Linked DNA regions of Hordeum vulgare: region 1 is linked to region 2. Evidence: chromatin contacts called from public Hi-C data. All regions are on one chromosome and are shown on one strand. Each heading gives the region's core, a stretch centred on a gene start, on an enhancer-like site or on the middle of the called end of the contact. The rest is flanking DNA. Distances are from core to core; before and after follow the strand shown. Region 1 holds the start of LOC123429935 (silicon efflux transporter LSI2-like). Region 2 overlaps LOC123429917 (AT-rich interactive domain-containing protein 1-like).

Evidence for each region. Hi-C and Micro-C count contacts between places; a contact is called where the count stands out from the background.
Region 1: a Hi-C map of leaf shows a contact between it and region 2, with 4 times the contacts expected there. The contact joins the promoter of LOC123429935 here to the enhancer-like site in region 2. A contact is called at or near these places in 4 of 6 Hi-C or Micro-C datasets (leaf and seedling).

What each region holds. Positions count from the first base shown.
Region 1 is chr1H:247,968,775-247,973,028 of MorexV3_pseudomolecules_assembly, forward strand. It overlaps LOC123429935 (silicon efflux transporter LSI2-like), which reads right to left and starts at 2,122. Exons shown (of 4, transcript XM_045113902.1): 1 at 1,947-2,122.
Region 2 is chr1H:247,654,548-247,658,724 of MorexV3_pseudomolecules_assembly, forward strand. It overlaps LOC123429917 (AT-rich interactive domain-containing protein 1-like), which reads left to right. Exons shown (of 2, transcript XM_045113890.1): 2 at 1,036-1,993. The coding sequence ends at 1,728. Among protein-coding and RNA genes, the nearest start is that of LOC123429929, 3.9 kb to the left of the region's middle. Within about 2 kb of position 1,799, at least 1 of the 3 cell types and tissues checked has open chromatin away from gene starts, as enhancers often do. A contact at or near this core is called in leaf, where this site is marked.

The sequences.
Region 1 (4,254 bases), core at 872-3,371, 310 kb after region 2:
GTACAAAATAAAATGGTATATTTATGACACATAAATCATATATTATTGGTGTAATTGACGATCAAAACAAAACAAATTTTGAACTATGTGCGGCTATGAGGTGGATTTGGTGACTTCATAAAGATAAAAAATTGTCGCATCTGTCTTTCGGATATGCACATAAGGATAGGATATATTCATAGATATAAATGTTTGTGCGGTTAGAATTATGGCACATAATTTGTACTACCACCTCTTTTGCTCTATCATTGCAACATGTATAATTTGTCAACATGTATATATTTGGTGTAATTTGAACTATTTATGAAGCGAGTAAATGCAGTATTCGAGTACCGTCTTTCTCTCTCACGGGCCAAAAAGTTCAAATGGCCAATCAGTAAACCATTTCCTGTTCGTATGAATTAAAGCGCCTACGCAGGGGTCTTTGCATGGGACGTGGCCTTGTTAATCTGCTCGTCCAGAAGCTATCGTTGTGGCACAGCAACAGAGAGATCGATCAAGCTCAGTCGCGTGCGGCGACAAGGACCGGCCGGGCATCACATTCGCATGGTCGCCCTCTAGTCCAATCTGATAGGTCGGTTTCCCATAAACTGGCCGCGACGAGTATACCATCGGTGTCACTTGAAAACAGGTCAAAAGACCCAAGCGCGCGCTCCGTAGAAAAGCTTGGCGCGACGACGGCCACTCGCTCGAGGTCCAGGCGGAGGTGACAGCCGGGCTAACATCCATTTTTCGCACATACGCCGGCCGTGGGGACTGGCTGTCCTATACTTTCCCAGACTTGGTGCACAAAAGTTTTTATGGGCCCCCGGGAAACTCCAAAAGAGGCTGGCTGGCAGTTCATCAAGACGCGATCTTGACTGCTGCGACGTGACACGGCTACGGATGAGAGGAGAGGCGAGTCGACCTGACCCCTCTGAGAGGAGACGCTCTCGGGCGTACGGAGCGTGCGAAGCGACGGGAGAGGTGTGTGGTGCTTGTTGCCTCGGAGAGTGACCGGGAGAGCAACGTCCATGTTTTGTTTTGGCCTCGGGCTACTGTGAGCTCCCCATCGGTGTGAGAGTGAGTCGTGCAGTTTGCGGCCCGTGTGGGTAATTTCTTCCTGCGTGCTTGGGCAGGCAGATGGTATATTTTTTTTTTAACACAGAAAATCAAAATCACTAACGTATACTCATCTACTCGCTCCGTTCCTAAATATAAGTCTTTTAAGAGATTTCACTAGCGGTCTACATACGAAGCAAAATGAGTGAATCTATACTTTAAAATATGTCTATATACATTCGTATGTAGTTCATTAGTAAAACCTCTAAAAAGACTTATATTTAAGAACGGAGGGAGTATATGACACACATCCTAAGTCTATAACACAAGTTTTTCAAATCGGCACATCATTCTAATATTGACGAAGTCGTTACAGGCCTACACAGGACAAATTCAAGAAAATAAGAGCATTGATGCGAAATTTATGACTTGAATTCTGGTGAATTGAGGTGGGTCGTGTCTCGTGTGGAGTATTGCTGACCACATTTGCCAAGCGGTGAATTTCATCCCGCACAAGAAAGAATTTCATAGCTTATTGGTATGCAGCTGGATCTGCATACTTTATTAAACTACTTCATAAAGTTAACAACACATTGACGTACTATTAGTAGTGCCAGGTACGAACTCTGAACAGAGTGTCGAAACTTGGGACCAAGACCAAATCTGGGAACATGCATGCATATCAGCATATGTGACGGAGGGACCGTCCGCATCGGCATGCATGGCGTGGCGAAATCCTTCCGTACCAAGGCATACAAGATAATGGTTGTGTGGTACTATGTAGTAGTACATGGATGCATCGTCGTTTATCTTCAAATTAAACTCAACAACTCTTGTTAAACGAAGCCACCCAGCTGCATGCATGCTACGCTACGAGCAGAGAGAGAGAGAGAGAGTGAGCTTACATTACGAGGCCACACCAGAGCGATCGACACACGCATGCGGCCGATTTTCCCCTCTCGCCGCGCGGCCTAAAGATCCGGCTAGGGAAATATCAATGGCTTGTAGCTTGTACTAGAAAAGAAGAAATATGGGCATGCACTGCCGTGCAAGCTAGCTGCAGAGTGATATGTGTGATGGGAGGGGGTGCGTATAAATAGGCCGCCGAGAGCCACGCGGGCACTGCGCAAGGCCTCCTTGATTTGGAGCTTCGTCTTGATTTCCTTTTGTACTCTTCCAGCGTGTGATTGAGCCTTTGACACAGCGCTGGGCGTCCCTAGCATCACCGCATACGTACAAACACATATCGTTAATTGCTTGACAAGGAAAGATCAACGCCATACAAAACGTTTTCACTCGATTGACACGCACGGAGATGGGGTGGGTGGCCTCAGTCAGCCTCGGCCACGAGCCTTAGGGCCAGTTTTTATCACCTTGTAATTCTTCACAATCATAATTCTGGATTTTCAGAAGACGTATGACCGTCTTGATTGGTCCTTTTTGAGGTTGATAATGCAGCGGCGCGGATTTGACGAGAGGTGGTGTTTCTGGATCATGCAACTGGTTCGATCCGGTAGCACCGCGATCAATATCAATGGTGAAGTAGGCCCTTTTTTTCGGGCTTCCAGGGGGGTCAAGAAAGGAGATCCTATCTTCCCCCTGTTTTTTAATCTCGCTGTTGACGCTCTTGCTGGCATCCTGGATAAGGCAAAGCTAGCCGGGCATATCCAGGGGGTGGTTGGGCACCTCATCCCGGGTGGTGGGGTTTCCCACCTCCAATATGCGGATGACACCATGATAATGGTCTCAGGCTCGGACTCGGACATTGCTAATCTTAAGTTCCTTTTGCTCTGCCTCGAGGAAATGTCTGGACTTAAGATTAACTTTGATAAGAGTGAGGTGGTGGTCCTGAGCTATTCTGAGGCTGAGCAGCACAGGATCGCGGAGAACCTTAACTGCAAGCTGACAGCTTTTCCCATCTCTTATTTGGGAATGCCCCTGGCTGAGTCCAGGATTCTGGTTAGTGGGTTTGATCCGCTTGTGGGACGAGTAGCGTCCCGTGCGGAGCCTTGGTGCGGCAGGTTCACATCTAAAGGTAGCAAATCCATTCTCATAAGCTCTAACCTTGCGAGCCTCCCCATGTATATGATGGGGATATATCTCTTGCCCGAAGGTGTGCACAACGCCTTTGACAAGGAGCTGACTAGATTCTTTTGGCAGGCAAGAAATGGTAGACCCAAGTATCACATGGTGAAATGGGCCGACATCTGCGTGCCAAAAGACCGAGGGGGCTTGGGCATACCTGTGTCCCGCCGCATGTACGTGGCCCTGATGCTCCGTTGGGTGTGGCGGATCCTGCAGGGTGATGGGGGTTTGTGGCTTCAATTGATTGAGGCCAAGTACCTTCGACGCAGACCCCTCTTAGCCTGCTCGCTCGCGAAAGGATCGCAGTTCTGGAAATCTATCCAGAGCATTAAGCACGAGATTAGGTTGGGTCTGCGTGTCTCGGTGGGCAATGGGTCTGGGACCAAGTTTTGGTTAGATCCTGGTTGGAGGGGGAGCCTCTACGCTTTCGTTTTCCAAGGCTTTTTGCTATCTGCTCCGACTCTGTTGTCCTTGTCTCGCGTTGGAGGACGGATGTCATGTTTCTTTCCGCCGTCCACTTGGTTCAGCTGAGGTCCAGGACTGGGAATTACTACTGGCAGTGGTTCCCCTCCCGGTCTTGGCGCTCAGCGGTAGTGTTTCTTGGAGTCTTTCTCCCTCGGGAGAATTCTCTGTTAGTTCGGCCTACTTGGCGTTGTGTAGGATGCCGGTCCTCCCGTGGTTATCCCCACTCTGGAAGGCACCGTTGCCCTTGAAGATTAAGATTTTTGTTTGGCAGCTTCTCCGAGACCGTTTACCTTTTGGGACCGAGGTGCTGAAACACCATGGTCCGGGTAACGGCATTTGTCCCATGTGCCACGTCCTGGAGACTGGTTCTCATATTCTGTTCTCTTGCATTGCGGCACAGGCACTGTGGTGCTTTGTACACGAGGCTCTGGGGCCGGAGTGGGAGGCCTATAACCTTGCAGATTTTCTGCAGGTGCGGGCCACCCAGGTCGGCCGTAAACGCCAACTGTTTTGGCTGGTCTTTGCAGCTATGACGTGGACTCTTTGGACTACTCGCAATAAGATGGTGATTGAGAGTGTGTTTCAGCGACGTGCATCTGACTCGTTCTTCAAATTCCTTGCCTTCTTGCAGCTCTGGCATCCGCTCGTTAGGCCTCGAGACCG
Region 2 (4,177 bases), core at 549-3,048:
GGCGACTACACCAACTTCTACAAGCTTCTCGGCATGTAGAAGGCAGCGGCGGCGCAGTAGTTTGTACAAATTTGTTTTAAATTTTATTTTTAGTTCAGTTTGTACAAATATCAATGAAAACGCTGAATTACCTTCAAATTTGTGTCGTTTTTAGCCGAATTTACGCGGAGTTTGAATTTGAAAAAACCGGCTGGGGGCGACCTTGGGGGGGGGGGGGGGGCTGGGAACACGAGCCCAGGCGGCGCTATTTCAAGCCCTGGGGGCCGAACGGCTGGAGATGCTCTTACAACTGTATTGTTATAGGGCCCTTTTGCTTTGTAATTTTGCCATGGCAAATTTGGCAATCCAAAGTAATCATGCCATTTGAAATCTGGTATTTAGATTTTAAGAAGTTTTTGAGAATGCAAGTATGACAATGGACGCATATTTGTAAAATGAGAACTTACTTGGGTTGTTACTATTTTGGGCTTTTAGATATTTCGGATATGATTCTTGCACTATGGCCGCTCATAAATTTTATCCTGTGAATGATCCTAATGCTTAAACTTATCTTGCTATTGATCATAAGATTAAGCCAGCACAAACAAAGTGTATGATAATCTTTCTTCAAACTTTTAGTCTGGGTGGATTTGCTATTTATATTTCTTCAGCAATATGATCCACCCTAAATCCTTACCGACCTCATCAGAGGCCCTCTGTTATATTGTGCTTCTTGTAGTTGCAAGACTTAGTTATTAAGATTTTTTTTGTTTTTCTATGCCGCTTGATATATGATGCCAACAGGTTGTCATACAGCAGCTGATACCACGTATAAGCCTAAAATACTCTTCCAGTTTCTTTGGCTGCCTGAACTTCTCTATTTCTGCTTAGAGACCGCATATACGATCAGCAAAGAACTTAAAATCATTTGTCATGCATTCTGAACTATTGTTTTATTCTATTTATTATTTTCTTCTCTTATATGACAATGATTATTCAATCAGCTTAAGGAGATACTCTGAAAATGTATAAAATATAACTCTTTGTTCATTGCAGAGTGGACTTACAAATGAGGAGCTGCCACAGTACGATGGATGGGATGATCGACTGTGTGCAGGTGGGAATAGTGACAGGATTTTGCATGCACGAACTCGGCTTAGTGGTCTAGCAGATGTTCCAGATTGGACTGGGAAGCCTTCGCTACCTTATGATGAGCCGCATGTGTTGAGATTTCTAGGACAACCTCTTTTGCCTGCACCAAGTAATGAAAGCCTTGATGCTGATACTATTGGTAAGGGTAGGCCAGATAATTGCAACTGTCAAATCCCAGGTTCTGTTGCTTGTGTTAGATTTCATGTGACAGAGAAGAGGATCAAACTGAAGCGCGAACTGGGCTCAGCATTTTATGCAATGGGATTTGATCGCATCAGCGAGGATGCAGCATTGACATGGAGAAGGGATGAAGAAAAGAAATTCAATGCCGTTATCCTGAATAATCTGCCATCATCCAAGTACAGATTCATGGAGGAAGTGTTTGCTGCCATGAGTTCCAAGGGCAGAAAAGACATTGTAAGTTACTATCACAATGTTTTCCAGGTGCGACGAAGAGCGTACCAGAATAGGCTCACTCCAAATGACGTGGATAGTGATGATGATTCACTTGAGCCTGGCTTCCTGCATCTTCGTCAAGGTAGTGGTCAGGGTAATTCCATGTCCGCTTCCTCCTCCGGAACTCAAAGGGGTTCTTAGGTCATGGAGTAGTGTTCAATAGGTAATTGGTGTAGCTCGGTGGCTCCAGCTCGGCTTCTTTATCTGGAGCTCAGAGGAAGTTTTTTTCTTTTGCGGTGAAGCTCACAGGAAGGTTCCGTACTTCGACACCAATTAGTTTTCTGGAGCTCATTTAGACTTTTCTCTCTGTGAATAGCCCCGTGGCTCTTTTCACCTTGATGGACCTGGATATTAATGCAATTATGTTAACATTTAGACTATCTTTATTATGAAGGTAGTTTTATTATTTGGTCGGAGAGTTTCCTGTGGACTGCATTTTTGCTTTTTACTTAAACACAGTACAGACGAAGCGCTCATATACATGCGCATACACTCACTTTATGAACACTCACGTACATCGTATTTCTATGAGCACCTTTGAGAGACTGAGCTGGCATATCATCTTAAAATTTACGAAGTTATCATAGGTACATCGTCGTCAATGGAAACGTCTTCTTTCACTGAATGTGCACTGGCGAAAAATCTAAAATAAATTCAGAAATAAATGCGAGCATCAGGATTTGAATGATGATGGGATAGAGATACCACGGTCACTTTAACTATCCAAGCACAGGTTGGTTCGTAGGAGTGCATTTTTGCCGAGGGCTTTTCTTCGAATAAGTATGGATTATGTTCCAATTTCCTTTGGACCAGTAGAAAATTCAAATATGATCAACAGTTTGATATAATCCCTCTACCCAAACACCAAGGAATTGTTTTGAGGACATGTACAATAGTGTTATATTAGAAGTGTCACCTAGAATAAATGCTGCGATGAAAGAAAGATGATTAAAAAAAAAGCTTGCCTTTTTTTATTTAAGAGATCATCTGTTAGCATAATATGTTTCATCATATTTTTAAGAATAAATAGTTATTATAAATAATATTAAGAAATAATTTCTTCTAGACATGTTTTATTGTCATCTTTAAATTGCATGTAAGTTTTAAGGTAAGGTTATCTTATCAACCATTGTATATGTTCTGATACAATCAATTTAACTCTACCACTTTTGACACGAGCTGAACTAAAATCACTTCGGATCTGAAGGGATTGAAATGGATAGGATTGACATCCTCCATGGGTGCCACGCGCCCCCTCGTATAACACTCCATATACTTAACACTTATTCTTTTCACTTCTAAATATCTTTTTAGAGATTTTAATGAGGAACTACATACGAATGTATGTAAATATATTTAAAGTATAGATTTATTCATTTTATTTTGTATGTAATTTTTATTGAAATCTCTATAAAGATTTATATTTAAGAACGAAGGGAATATTTTATAAATTTTAAAGTATGTGTTGTGACTATTTGTTAGACTTATGATAACATTTAGATCGAATTAGATAACATGGAGTATTATAGATGTAATGTGAGATGGCCCGCCGCCATTGTTAGTGATTGGTAAGCTTTGACCAAGGCAAGTCGCAAGGAACACTTCACCTTACACATCGTCCCGTTCTGTCTTGTTTTATATCTTCATGGCAAATGGATTCGAGTCTTGTGGAGTCCATGTTGTTGACTTGTTTGTATTTTAAAAAGGACATCTAAAATATATCTTATAACTAAAAATTATCAAGAAAAATAGTAAACAATATAATGAAGACAACAATATATAAACGACCGTCTATCTTGCCCAATTCTTCGGCACCTTCCGCTCTTTCATGAAGCTTGCGGTATGGAGGGTTTGGGCTTCACCTTAGGTCAATTTTTTGGTTGGCTGGCTATGCAAAACAGAGTTTGGACTGCTGACCGCTTGGCCAAGTGGGGATGGCCTAATTGTGGGCTATACCCACTCTGTAAGCGCGTGCAAGAATCCATCGACCACCTCCTCTTCCAATGCCAGTATACTACTAGACTTTGCGGAATGATCAAAGATTGGCTCCAATTCGAGAACATCAACACTTCTACTTGGCACTTATGACGTTCGACCGAGGAGTGGTGGATAGGGCTTTTCGCCTCTACCGTTTCGAATAGGAAGGCCATGGCGACGCTCTCCATGCTCATCTCTTGGACAATCTGGAATGAAAGGAACGCTCGCATCTACCATCTCAAGAATGCCCCACCGACGGTTCTACTTGCTAACATCAAGATTGAGGCCCAAATCTGGGTCACCGCGGGTGTAAAGAAATTGGGATCCATCATGCCACGAGAGTAGACCTTTTGTATTGGTGTTGTAACACGATGAGCGTTGTAACATAAACTTTATACTCCTTTCCCTCTTAATTAATGAATGAGGCGAATCTTTTGCCTCCTTTCTTTAGAAAAAAAACAATATACAGAACGACCAACTAAAAATAAAATTACATCGATGTGTCTTCTTATTTTGATTAAACGCAATCATAGATTGAATAATAATCTGGCAGCTATAAGAGAAAGGGACACTTAAGTAATATTGTTCCTTCTGTTAGCACGATCAGGACTGA